Linked DNA regions of Zea mays: all the other regions are linked to region 3. Evidence: chromatin contacts called from public Hi-C data. All regions are on one chromosome and are shown on one strand. Each heading gives the region's core, a stretch centred on a gene start, on an enhancer-like site or on the middle of the called end of the contact. The rest is flanking DNA. Distances are from core to core; before and after follow the strand shown. Region 1 holds the start of LOC100280758 (Ca2+/calmodulin-dependent protein kinase phosphatase). Region 2 holds the start of LOC100281041 (expansin-like 3). Region 3 holds the start of LOC542475 (metallothionein 2).

What was found. Hi-C and Micro-C count contacts between places; a contact is called where the count stands out from the background.
Region 1: a contact with region 3 is called in a Hi-C map of endosperm, with 2.7 times the contacts expected there. The contact joins the promoter of LOC100280758 here to the promoter of LOC542475 in region 3. A contact is called at or near these places in 3 of 25 Hi-C or Micro-C datasets (ear, endosperm and leaf).
Region 2: a contact with region 3 is called in a Hi-C map of bundle sheath, with 3 times the contacts expected there. The contact joins the promoter of LOC100281041 here to the promoter of LOC542475 in region 3. A contact is called at or near these places in 4 of 25 Hi-C or Micro-C datasets (bundle sheath, ear, leaf and 1 more) and 1 of 3 datasets of contacts at active chromatin or transcription factors (leaf).

What each region holds. Positions count from the first base shown.
Region 1 is chr1:85,528,512-85,532,758 of Zm-B73-REFERENCE-NAM-5.0, forward strand. LOC100280758 (Ca2+/calmodulin-dependent protein kinase phosphatase) reads left to right here and starts at 1,944. Exons shown (of 5, transcript NM_001411371.1): 1 at 1,944-2,174; 2 at 2,666-2,847; 3 at 2,923-3,123; 4 at 3,481-3,686. The coding sequence starts at 2,686.
Region 2 is chr1:85,910,252-85,914,139 of Zm-B73-REFERENCE-NAM-5.0, forward strand. It overlaps LOC100281041 (expansin-like 3), which reads left to right and starts at 2,152. Exons shown (of 5, transcript NM_001153960.2): 1 at 2,152-2,587; 2 at 2,677-2,786; 3 at 2,912-3,093; 4 at 3,210-3,345; 5 at 3,541-3,888. The coding sequence starts at 2,437. The coding sequence ends at 3,789.
Region 3 is chr1:85,705,950-85,710,178 of Zm-B73-REFERENCE-NAM-5.0, forward strand. LOC542475 (metallothionein 2) reads left to right here and starts at 1,978. Exons shown (of 1, transcript NM_001112029.2): 1 at 1,978-2,683. The coding sequence starts at 2,250. The coding sequence ends at 2,483.

The sequences.
Region 1 (4,247 bases), core at 694-3,193, 180 kb before region 3:
CCGCGTGCATCTAGCCCGTGTCGGGCGTCGTTACGCTGATTTAATTAAATGGATCGACAGGCTAATGGGCTGGCCCGACACAGTTAGCAGGCCGGTATGATGTGCCTGTGCTATAGTTGTGGCCCGCGTGCATCTAGCGCGTGTCGGACGTCGTTTGGCATCTATAGACGTGCAATAGATTAATTTAAAATAGCTGTGAGGGGTTATTTATAAAAAATGACGCATGACGACCGTTGAAACTGATGCTTTAAATATAGTATAGATTAAAGATTCATATATAAATATTAAATATAGTTTAATCCTTTTACAATAGACAAATATCTCATAATATCCAGTCCTTTATTTTAGGGGTGTTTGGTTTCTAGAGATTAATTTTAGTCTTTTTTAGTCACTAAATTACCACACAACGACAAAAATAGAGATAATCATTTTTTGGTCCATGTGTTTGATAATTTAGGGACTAGAAGGGACTAAAAATAAAAGGGACTAAAAATCAGTTCCTAAAAACCAAACATTCCTTAGAGGAGGAAAAATGATGTTCATATCAATAGTTATTAGTAGACAAATAATGGTCAGTTATATGTCAATTTGACCATTAAGAAGGAAATCAAACAAACGCATTAGTAGCAAAGAGCTCTAAACCTGCGATAGAGTTTAGCTTTTACAGGCGGTTTTAGTTATCAAGCGTCAGTGCTATTTCTAGTGGTCGTTTCTTAAGAAAATGCATGTAGAAATCATATTTCTACGGACGGTTCCTTAAAAAAATCGGCACTAGATTTCTATAGACAGTTTTCTTAAGGAACCGTCACAAAAATCAATTTCTAGTGCGCCACTAGAAATTATTTTTATCTTGATTTTTAAGTTGCCACCAACATAAAAGTTATAATTCTCTTAAAGTTATGAAACTTTATAATTGCCAACTTTTTTATTTACAATCATTTTGTCTCTCAAAAAATGCATCTAAATTTGTCAAATTTAAAACACAAGTTTTGCAAACGAACTCGGATGAGAAAAGTACCAAAATAAAATTTGTAGAACTTCAAAATTTATGAAACTTTGTAGTGACAACTATTTTGTTTGAATTCATTTACAATTCAAATAGTCAATTTATACTCTGATTGTTCTAATATGTGGGCAACAAAGCTGCATTATAGACACAAAATAAGTGATAGACGAAGTGATGGTAGAGGGGCTATGCACAAGGGCGTAGCCACGAATTTTGAGGAAAAAAAATACCGAGACTTATGACTTCTATGGAGTTGGACGGGCGGGGCCTGAGTGAGAGGCCTCCCCTAAAATATATATATATATATATTTATTAATTTTTATACCAATTTTATGTATTTTAAAAAAGATTTTCACTGACGGTTTTATTACATCGATAGTAAGTGGAAATCAATTTCCACTGACGGGTTTCTTAGCCCAACCGCCAGTAAAAATTGATTTTTAATGGCGTTTGTCAGTTATCCGTAAAAACAAATAATTATTTTTACTAGTCTATAGCACTGACGGGTTTAAAAAATGTCAGTGCAAATAGATTCACAACCGTCTATATACCTTTAAAAACACATAATAAGCGGCTTATTGACATGAAATACTATTTTCATGCTGATCCATAAAGGTTAAAGTCAGATTTTTAGCACAGTAGAATCCAGAAAAAACAGCATGAGGCAAGATAGAGAGAAAGAGGCCAGAAGCGACAATGGAAGTACAAAATCTACACCAAATATTGCTCACATACCGACATGGCCATATCCGCTTCCAGCGCGGGAGAAGAGAAGCACCCACACGATGAAAAAGGAAGGAGCTGAAAAGGGCAACTGGACGAACGAGCGAACCCGACAGGGACACGGAATGCGCACCCGAGCACCACACACACCGAGCGGCGCCGTCGGCCCACCCGTGCACACCAGCTGCTGCTATAACGACGGGATCACGAATCACACGACCCCTTCTCCTCTCGTTCTCGCCCAGTCGCACCGTCCCCGTCTCCAACCCGACTCTGAAATCCACGAGCTCTTCCCCCTCGTCCACACCCCGCCCCTCCCTGCTCTCCGCCTCCCCGTCCCCGCCCCCATCGCTACCCACAAGCACCTTCGGAGGCTCCAGGCAACCCACCTCCTGCACCCGGCGTCCCTCGCGGCGGCGACGCGCGAACGTCCCGCTCCCCGGTGGTGAGCGCCCCTCTGTGATCTAATCTTGTCAAATGACTCTGCATCTTTCGTTCGGTTGGATTTCGTCTGGTCGCTGGAGAAACTGGACCTCCTTCGGCCGGGGCAGCGGAGGACGTGTTCTCCCTCCCGTTCGGGCTGCCGCAGAGGTCTCCGAGCAGCGGAAATGGCGTCGTTTGGTCATCTCTTTTGCTCCCTATCAAAACACCGGAATAAAATTTCCCCGTTTCTTTCCTTTCGGATGCCCCCTGTTCCCTTGATTCCATTCCGCTAATGCTCGAGACCTCATTATGGATGGTAGATTGATAGAAATGGATTTTAACTTTCCAAATAAAAAAAACCCACTCGATTCCCCCTGCTCTAACCATTCTCCTTGCACAGGGAACGACGGTAGCCAGTGCAAAAGTTGCGCCCCCTACGTTACCTTTCATGAACCAAACGAACGGCACCTCTGAAATGCTTTCGTTTCCTGTGCTCTCCCTGACCACCAACAGAGTAACGGAGAGACGGAGCCATGAGCGGAGGGGTGGAGCCGGATACCCCGCCCGGTAGCAGCAGCAGCAGCAGCAGGAGCGGGGGCAGCACGCCCGTGGGCGGCAAGCCGCCACGCCACCACCTCACGTCCATCCGCCACTGCGCCAGCAGTGCCCGCATCGCCGCTGCCTCCGCCGAATTCGTAAGCAAGCTCGCTGCCACCCAAGCCATCTATCCCTAACACGAATTTGATGTCTGCCCTTCTGTTCTCCTGCAGGGGCTGGAGTCGGGGACGCTCAGCTTGATTTCACCTACCGCAGACATCCGTCCGGGCTTCTTGCCTGTGTTCAGGTCGGGGAGTTTCGCGGATATTGGACCCAAATCCTTCATGGAGGACGAGCATGTCTGTGTGGACAACCTCGTCGAGCACCTTGGACTCCGTGGCCCGGGCATCCCTGCACCGGGTGCCTTCTATGGGGTGAGTTGGAATTGTATTTGCATCAGCCCTAACCACTGACTAACTGCTTCTGTTAAAGTATTTAACAATGTGTACTCTTTATGGATCTATGATTTGTTCTTTTGTGAGTGGCAATAATGTTGCCATGATAGCTTCTAGGCTTACTATGATGGTAGAAATGATTGAACTGAAGAGGAATCGGTTCCACATGGCCAATGATAAAAAACCCAGAGGATGAATGCTTTTCTTTCTATTTTGGACCTTTTGGTACTGCACACAGCAGATACAGATGGGGAATTTTGCTAGTGAGAAATAAGTGTCTTGTCCTTTTGCCACCTGGCCTTGCAAATCTTTACTGTTTTGTTTGTGAAAAATTAGGTGTTTGATGGCCATGGTGGTAGTGATGCTGCCTGTTTTGTCCGGAAGAATATACTGAAGTTCATAACCGAAGATTGCCACTTCCCCAACAGCATCGAGAAGGCAATCAGAAGTGCTTTCGTAAAGGCTGACCATGCGATTGCGGATTCTCAGTCTCTTGACCGGAATTCTGGGACCACGGCGTTGACGGTCCTTATATCTGGCAGGTAAATTCCCATGATAGTGCGTTAATATGTATGCTTTACAAATTTATTGGCACTTCAACATATTGGTCAATATAATTATGTTGCCATATATGTATAGTCCTAATATTTGCTGGTAACATAATAAATTGAGTAGTAGTCCAGAAGATTTGGTGTGGCGAAGATGAGTAAAACGTTTGAAGTTAATGTTTCTATGTACTTTTTTTGTTACATGAAATTACTCAGTTGATGACAAGTTTGGTTTCCAAGAGAAACTATTAGTTGAAGCCATGTTCACTGATTTATGAATCAGTAGAGGCACTTCCTTTCATTTTAAATTTATGAGTTTCGTTTCCAGGACAAACTATCAGTTAAAGCCCCTTTCATAGTACCTTTATTCTGACAGTCTCTTCACATTTACTGCCTCAACCTCCAATATCACATCTGTACATAAAAGGTCCATTGCTGGACCAAGCTGTTCTTGGGGCCATATTGCCACTATGGGTTGATAAATTCCAACATTACAGCCTGTATGCTGTTGACAACCTTTTTGATTAATTACTATGTACTATGTACTATGGCATC
Region 2 (3,888 bases), core at 902-3,401, 200 kb after region 3:
GGGCGAACCGCGCGCAATTTGAGGGTTGGGCGTGTGAAGCTGACCACTCCGTACTCAACACCCCTCATCACATCGCAATAGAAGGTTTTTACCTGCCGCACCTCACTCACAGTGGCACAAGGTTTTTTACCTGCCTTCAACGCGAACGCACACAGCCACCCGGCGAGGGAGCGGAGAGGACGTGGCGACCACCACGGCTGCCAAGCCAACCCACAGGACACGGCCCCCCGCCTTCGTGAGGCTCTCTCGTACTGTACTGCCCACCCTTGCCGCGCTGCAGCTCATGCAGCGAGCCAACAGGAAAGCTCTGCAGCAGACGTGCCGCGCGCCGGGGGGCCGTAAACGGGCGGTGCCCAAGGGGCAGGCCAGCCGTCATGCTCATTCGCGCGCCGAAGGCACGGCACGGACCGGCCGCGAGAGGGTACGCGTCGCCGTCAGCCGCGTCGGCGCCGCACAGCAAAGTTGCGGCCGACGCATTTGCTAGAAAGAAAACGGCAGGCACGGCACGGCGCGGCGCCGCGAGCAGCAGTATCCGCGTTGGAACCTGGAAGCTCAACTGCCGCCTGCCGGGTCGCGGAGGTAACGGAGACGAAATAAAGTGTTGTCAATCATGCAGTGAAATGGCTTCAGTTCAGAGCGGGGCAGTTGGTTGCTGTGTGCTTGTTGGTGTCAAGTCAACGCATTCTTTCAAAGGGCCGACTGACTCGTGCAGGTCAACGACGTTTCAGGAACCGCCCGCGCCCGGTGTTCGGTGGTGGTTGCCTGCTGGTCCTGCAGCAGCTCGGCGATGCAAGCATAGTACTCTGATACATTAATGAGTAGTTGAGTACCATCCCGCTGTTGCGTTGTGCGAGTCCGAAACGGAGAGCGTGGGCACCAACTACTTCACCGCCAAACGGTTTGTATGGATATGGAAACGTGTCGATGTTCATGATGTTCAAAGTTTTTTTTTTAGAAGTCCGTATTGTAAGCGACGATTATTATTTTTTATTTAAAAAAAAGAACTCGACGAGCTCTAGCATTGTCGTGTCATCAGTTAGACAGATACAGGGTGCTACGGTCCGGGTTTGGCCACCTTGGAGATGAGATTTCGGAAGGGGGGCCCCAAACTATGATGACGGGGGTGGGCCAAGCATGATTGAGAGAACACGGATTACGCCATCCACAATCCTCTACTGTAGGGCCACTAGGCACCACGGCCTAACTCGTGCTATCTTCCACGGACGGATAGGTTTATTAGATGGAGGAGGCGATGGCCGATTATCCGTGAACTCCATCCATATACAAGCGTAAAGGATTTCGGGCACACCAAAAAAAAAAACTCGCAAGCACACAAACACGCGTGTCTTGTATGTAGCCTTCGGTCCGAAACTGAAAGGGGCGACGGAAGAAGGGAAGCGTGTGCGACGAGACGAGAGCTGTTGCAGGCTTGGCGCTGGCGCGCATGCCTTTCATTTCACGGCCTGCCCCTGATCGAGAGGAAGCGGATGACGGTGGTGCCCACACCCCCCGAGCCACGCGATAAGCGTTGACGCCCTGTCTCCTTGGTCGCACCCGTCTCGTACTAATCCTCGGCCACGTCGGCCACTCCCGTGCTTATCCCCACGAATCGAATCCCACTTATCTCTCCTGCCTTTTTTTTTCTGTTCTCTCTCTTTTTTCCCCTCAATTCCAGCGAGCGCCATCACTAGACTAGAATACGGCTGTCAAACATTTAATCATTTTCCATATTAAGATGCAGTGCTACTGCCGCTCCGGAATCGAGTGCGGAAAAAGGCAGAAGGACTGCATCGATAATGAACGGTCCGGCAACGGGATTAGTAGTAGCTATCAGCACCAGGCTGCTGGACTACGTACCATCAAACGCCCACGTGCCAGGCTGTGCTGGAAACGGTATGTGGCAGACGAAGAGTTCATCCGAATCCTCGCTGACGCGCCTCCAAGCCGCGGCACGCGTGTCCCGGAGGTCGGTGCCCCCCCCCCCCCCCCCCCCCCCCCCCCCCCCCCCCCCCCCCCCCCCCCCCCCCCCCCCCCCCCCCCCCCCCCCCCCCCCCTAAGCCTAAGGCCCAGAACCAACTAACCTCTCTTTTTTCGCTCGCTATATCCCCCGTCCCACGGCGCCGCGCTTCGCCGCCTCCCAAACGCGTCCAAAACATTCTGCGGCCTGTTGGAGGGCAGCACCAAGTATCACAGTCTAGCTACTGCCTGGCACCAGCAAGCTTCTGCCCTGCCCCGCCCCGCCGCCAGAATCCGAAACCAGTAAACCACAGCGGCAACAACCTCGCGGCGCCCGCGTGGAGGCAGGCGGCGCATAAAGCCAGCCGGCGCTGCTCCTGCTGTGCGCAACGGTCCCCTCCTCCTCCTCCTCCTCCGCTCTCCTCTCCCCAAAGTAATAACTAGTAAACAGAGCTGCGTCCAGGCTTCTTCGATCGGTCCATGGCTGTCGTCACGAGGGACGCGGCGTGCCTGCCCCTCGTCCTCCTGCTCCTAGTCTTCTCCGCGGCCCCGTCTCCGGCTGACGGCTGCGACCGCTGCGTGCGCCGGTCCAAGGCCACCTACTACCAGGCCTCCTCGCTCGCCCTCAACGGTACGCACCGCTGCCTTGTGCGTTTCAAACGATTTTCGTCTGTTTCTGTGGAATTTGATCCATCTTTCGGTTGCTGCTCAACTGCGCAGCCGGGTCGTGCGGGTACGGCTCCTTGGCCGCGTCCCTCAACGGCGGCCTGCTCGCCGCAGCCAGCCCCGAGCTGTACAGGGGCGGCGTCGGCTGCGGCGCCTGCTTCCAGGTAGGTAGCTAGCTTCTTCCCTTTCCCTCCCTTTAGGCCGGAGCGCGTGCCCAGCGGCGGTTTCTCTGTTCCCGTGGTTGGCCCGATTCGGATTGTGTGTAAGCAAGGGCTGGCATTGTTTGCAGGTGCGGTGCAGGGACAGCGAGCTGTGCAGCGCCGCCGGCGCCAAGGTGGTGGTGACGGACCAGGCGCGGACGTCGAACCGCACGGCGCTGGTGCTGAGCGCCGCGGCGTACGCGGCCATGGCCAGTGCCGGCAAGGCCGCGCGCCTCAGGGACCGGCGCGTCGTCGACGTCGAGTACAAGAGGTACTTGGGCGCAGCGACACAACACTCTGCTTCGGTCCCGCGGGCCGATGCTGCAGAGTTCTTTACTGGTGGGAGAAAGATCGAGAGATTGATTTTGTGTATAATACTGCGCTCAGGGTACCCTGCGAGTACGCGAAGGACCGCAACCTGTTGATACGCGTGGAGGAGAAGAGCCGGCCGCCAAGCAACCTGTCCATCAGGTTCCTGTACCAGGGCGGCCAGACCGACATCGTCGCCGTCGACGTCGCCACCGTAAGCTAGTTTCTTCCTAGTACACTAGCAAGTATAGTACCGAACAGAGACATTTCTCTGCTGTTTGTATTTCCCCCCGACGAGATCGGTTCTTAAGCGGGGGATGTCTGCACTCAGCAACAAGCAACGGTTCGAATTCACCGTCGCCTTCCATTCCATGACGTCGTTCGCGTGCGTGTGGTTGGTTTTTGGCAGGTGGGGTCGTCCAACTGGCGGTTCATGGCGCGGGACCACGGGCCGGCGTGGAGCACGGCGCAGGCGCCGCCGGGGCCGCTGCAGTTCCGGCTGGTGGTGACCGGTGGCTACGACGGCAAGTGGGTGTGGGCGGAGTCGGAGGTGCTGCCGCGCCGGTGGGAGGCCGGCCGCGTCTACGACGCCGGGGTGCAGGTCTCCGACGTCGCGCAGGAAGGGTGCTACCCCTGCGACACGCGCGAGTGGCAGTGACGTGACGCGCGCACGGGCTGGATTGTAGTAGATTGTACAGTTTTTTTTTTTGGTCGGGAATGGGACGAAAGATATGAAATGATGATGAGCGGAGCCGGA
Region 3 (4,229 bases), core at 728-3,227:
TGCCCTCAGGCGTAAGAATCTTCGGACATACGCCTGAAGATATTCTTCGTGGTCTTGGGTGCACTGGAATAGGTCTTGAGCAGTGACCGGCTTCGTTTGAAACCCTTGAAAACTGGTGATCAGCATATCCTTCAGCTTCTGCCATGATGTGATTGTTCCTGGCCGAAGAGAGGAGCACCAGGTTTGTGCAACATTCTTAACAGCCATGACGAAAGATTTCGCCATGACTGCAGTATTGCCACCATAGGAAGATATTGTTGCTTCGTAGCTCATCAGAAACTGCTTCGGATCTGAGTGGCCGTCGTACATGGGTAGTTGAGGTGGCTTGTAGGACGGAGGCCAAGGTGTAGCCTGCAGTTCTGCTGACAGAGGGGAAGCATCATCAAAAGCAAAATTTCCATGATGGAAATTCTCATGCCAGTCATCTTCGTTGAAGAAGCCCTCCTGATGAAGCTCTCTGTGCTGGGGCCTTCGGTTCTGCTCATCTTGAGTAAGATGGCGAACTTCTTCAGAGGCTTCGTCTATCTGCCTTTGCAGGTCAGCTAGCCTAGCCATCTTTTCCTTCTTCCTTTGCACCTGTTGATGAAGCATCTCCATATCTCTGATCTCTTGATCCAATTCGTCCTCTTGAGGCGTTGGACTGGTGGCCTTCCTCTTCTGGCTTCGGGCTTCCCGAAGAGAGAGGGTCTCCTGGTTGGGGTCCAGCGGTTGCAGAGCTGCAGCCCCTGTTGCTGAAGCTTTCTTTGGCGGCATGACGAAGGTCTATGCTTGTCGAAGATGTTCGAAACTCAAAAAGTGGAAGTGAGTTCACCGGAGGTGGGCGCCAATGTTGGGGACTTGTTCTCAAATGCTTAGAGTTAAGAACAAGGCAACATGAAAAAGTGTTAAATGTTAAAATCCTTCGTCCTTTGAGACATTATCTCCCTTCGGATATAATGAATTCCGGACGAAGGTTGTGAAGAAAAAAAAATCTTCGTAAGCACAATAAACGATGAGAAAGAATTTATATACGAAATACGAAAAATAATATAAACATTATCATCAACTTATTTTTATTTGCATTACCATATCAACAATAACAAATTATAGATGTACCTTCGGTTTGACGGAAAGTAAGAATACGGGCGTGATGCAAAAAGCGAATGCCAAGTCAGCGTTCATCTATTTATAGGCAAGGGACGCAGCCCATGTACAATTACATTCATGCCCTTTACATTTGCTAATAACTCTATAGTAATTCTTTGAGGTCTAATTTGCCTTTTCATCTTTAAGTCGGTTCCCCTTTTCTGCTGTCATGCCGAAGCTTTTCTGCGCACAACTTCGTGATCACCTAGACCTTCGTCATGGTCATCTTTCGTCTTGTTCAGGCTTCGTCCTGACTGTGCTCTTGTATACTTATGATCCGATTACGAAGATACCTGCTCACATATTTTACTTGGAAAACATTGTCAAATCATGTTTTTGAGGATCTTCGGAAGCCGAAGGCCCCCAACAAGATCAGATTAGGATCGAGCTCTATTTTTATTAATTTTTATACTAAAATTTATTTAGGGTTATATCATTTTGTGAAAAAGTATTTGGAGCACGATCCATTACATCGTCATCAATCTAACGGCTTAAAATAAACGTCGACGTGGACAGTGTAAATGCGCAGCTTGCTTGGTACACAACCTTTACTATGTAAATAAATAAATTCTGAATCTGCTAGCTCCTGCAGATATCCATGCGAAGCGACAACTCAGAGCAAGCTTAGCGGCCAATGCCAGGTCTAGTAGTATTTTACCATTTCATCCAATTCTCCGAAGCAAAGGCCTTCTAGCGGGCCAACTTCCTTTACCTGCTGATGGACCGGCGTAGGCTATCGCGGACAGGCAGCGGGACTTCTTCTCCTCATGGGCCGTTCGACTCCGGCCTATTTTTCGTCGTCAGCGACAGCGTCAGGGGGATAAGAACGCTCGAGCAAGGTATCATCCCGACATCATCCCGCGCCGCGGCCGGGGACCGCGTGTCCCACCACCTGTCGACGCGGCGTGGGAGACGTGCGCCGCGTGCGTGCGCGTCGCCGCCCGGCCGTTCTAGACCTGTAGACCTTGGGGCTCTGGAGCTCCATTATATACAGAGGCAAGTGGGAGCCGTTTGTTCAGCACCGCTACTTGTGCTCCCCCAACGCTACTACCGCCGCTAGCTGGTTCAAGTGCGGCGAGCGGAGCCGGAGACCGGTAGAGGAAATTAAGAGGCGTCGATCGGGCATGGGGTGCGACGACAAGTGCGGGTGCGCCGTGCCGTGCCCCGGCGGCAAAGACTGCAGGTGCACGTCGGGGAGCGGCGGGCAGCGGGAGCACACGACTTGCGGCTGCGGGGAGCACTGCGAGTGCAGCCCGTGCACGTGTGGCCGGGCCACGATGCCGTCCGGCCGCGAGAACAGGAGGGCTAACTGCTCCTGCGGGGCGTCCTGCAACTGCGCATCCTGCGCCTCGGCCTGATCCATGCGCCTCGCCCTCGTGCTACCGCGCTGCCTAGTGGAGGGAGTTGTCTAGTGAGGCTCTGGAGACGAAGCAACTAGCACTACTTCTAATAAAGGGGCTTGTGTCATGCTCGCCAGACGCATCACGCGCTGCATCTGCATCGTGGTATCGTGTAGTAAGTTTGTGTATGAATAAACACTACCACTTTATGTCTCGCACTACCAGGGCGCAGCACTCCGTGCATTATTCAACGTGTCAACCTAAAAATCACAAAATCTACTCAATTCAACCATCACAATGGTTTCTATTAAAACTATACATGTAGTAGGAGTACCATCTAGTTCCTTAAAACCTGAAGGCGATTGGGACGTTGCACGTTTCCGGGCTATGGACAGCCAGCACCGCGACACGTGTGGCTGCTTCGGACCCGACATACACGCGCATACACGCAGCTTCGGACCCGACATACACGCGGCTGCTTCGGACCCGACATACGTGTGGCTGCTTCGGACCTGACGTTTTTATTTAATATCACGCGTTCCGCGTTTGCGTGCCCAGCTTTGGGACCCGAAAATTTCGTTCGACGTGCGTGTCGAGCCCTCTTCGTCACATCACGCGCTCCCCACTCGCCCCCACCTCCTTCGTTCCCACAAGCCGGACAGGTGGGAGCCGACGTCGTCGTAGATGTCGAAGGACAGCCTTGACTTCGACTCGCTGTCGTCGTCGCAGATATCGAAGGACGACCCTGACTCGCCGCCGTCGTAGATGTCGGGGGATGGCTCCGGCAGCGGGAATAGGTGGGAGCCGGATCTGAGCGGCGGCCGGAGGCAGACGCCGCCGGACCAGGTGCTGGGGAACGTGACGCGGAGGAGGACTTCAACTTGCCGCCGGAGGACGATCCCAGCGGCGGAGAAGGACTCCAACTCGCCGCCGTCGTAGGTGTCGGAGGATGATCCCGGCGGCACGGACAGGCGGGAGTACGACCCTCAATTTAGGTATATCAGTATATATTTGGGGATGCTAACATCTCAACCATCTCTCTGGATTTTTGGTCATTGAAACATATATTCAGACATTCAGTTGCCCGTATAGCGACGAGTTCGATGTAAATGCTATTGCTGCTGTGGTGCTGTCCCTAAGTGCATAGTGCTGCTTCACATAATATAAATCCATTTCGGTTTTGATTTATGCAACAGTTGTTCGGTGGTAGCAAAACTCGAACCTAGCTGTCATTAGAGAAGTTTTGCACTTTTGTGCCTTTGAGACCCATGGGTTCATGACCAAGTTGTTGCCATAATTACTAATGTATAACCATTTTAGAAAGGAATTTCAATTCTAGATCTGAACACTTAGATGCAGCGCCTTTTGGTTATTTTCAAGATTGGCTTGTGGTATCTGAGTAATATGGTTCGTACACTGGCACATGGACAACATTAGTACAGTGTACAAAACAGAGAACTCAAGCAGGGAAGACTTTTTTTGTATCGAAGTTGCTTCCTTTTGATCAACTACTTACATAACTGAATTATGAGCTTTAAAAAAGTATAAAACAAACAGAGGAGGAAACAATCTAGCACACAATGTACCTTCTTGTTGCTTGTGTTCAATTTTCTTATATCACTGTCAATGCTACAACTTAACATCATCTTAAGTGTGAATCAGTTGATGCAAACTCCATACATTAACTATTTTTGTTAGATTCTGTACAATTTTTTAAATAAATACGCCTTAAACTGTTGGGAGTATGGGGTCGGCGAGCTGTAT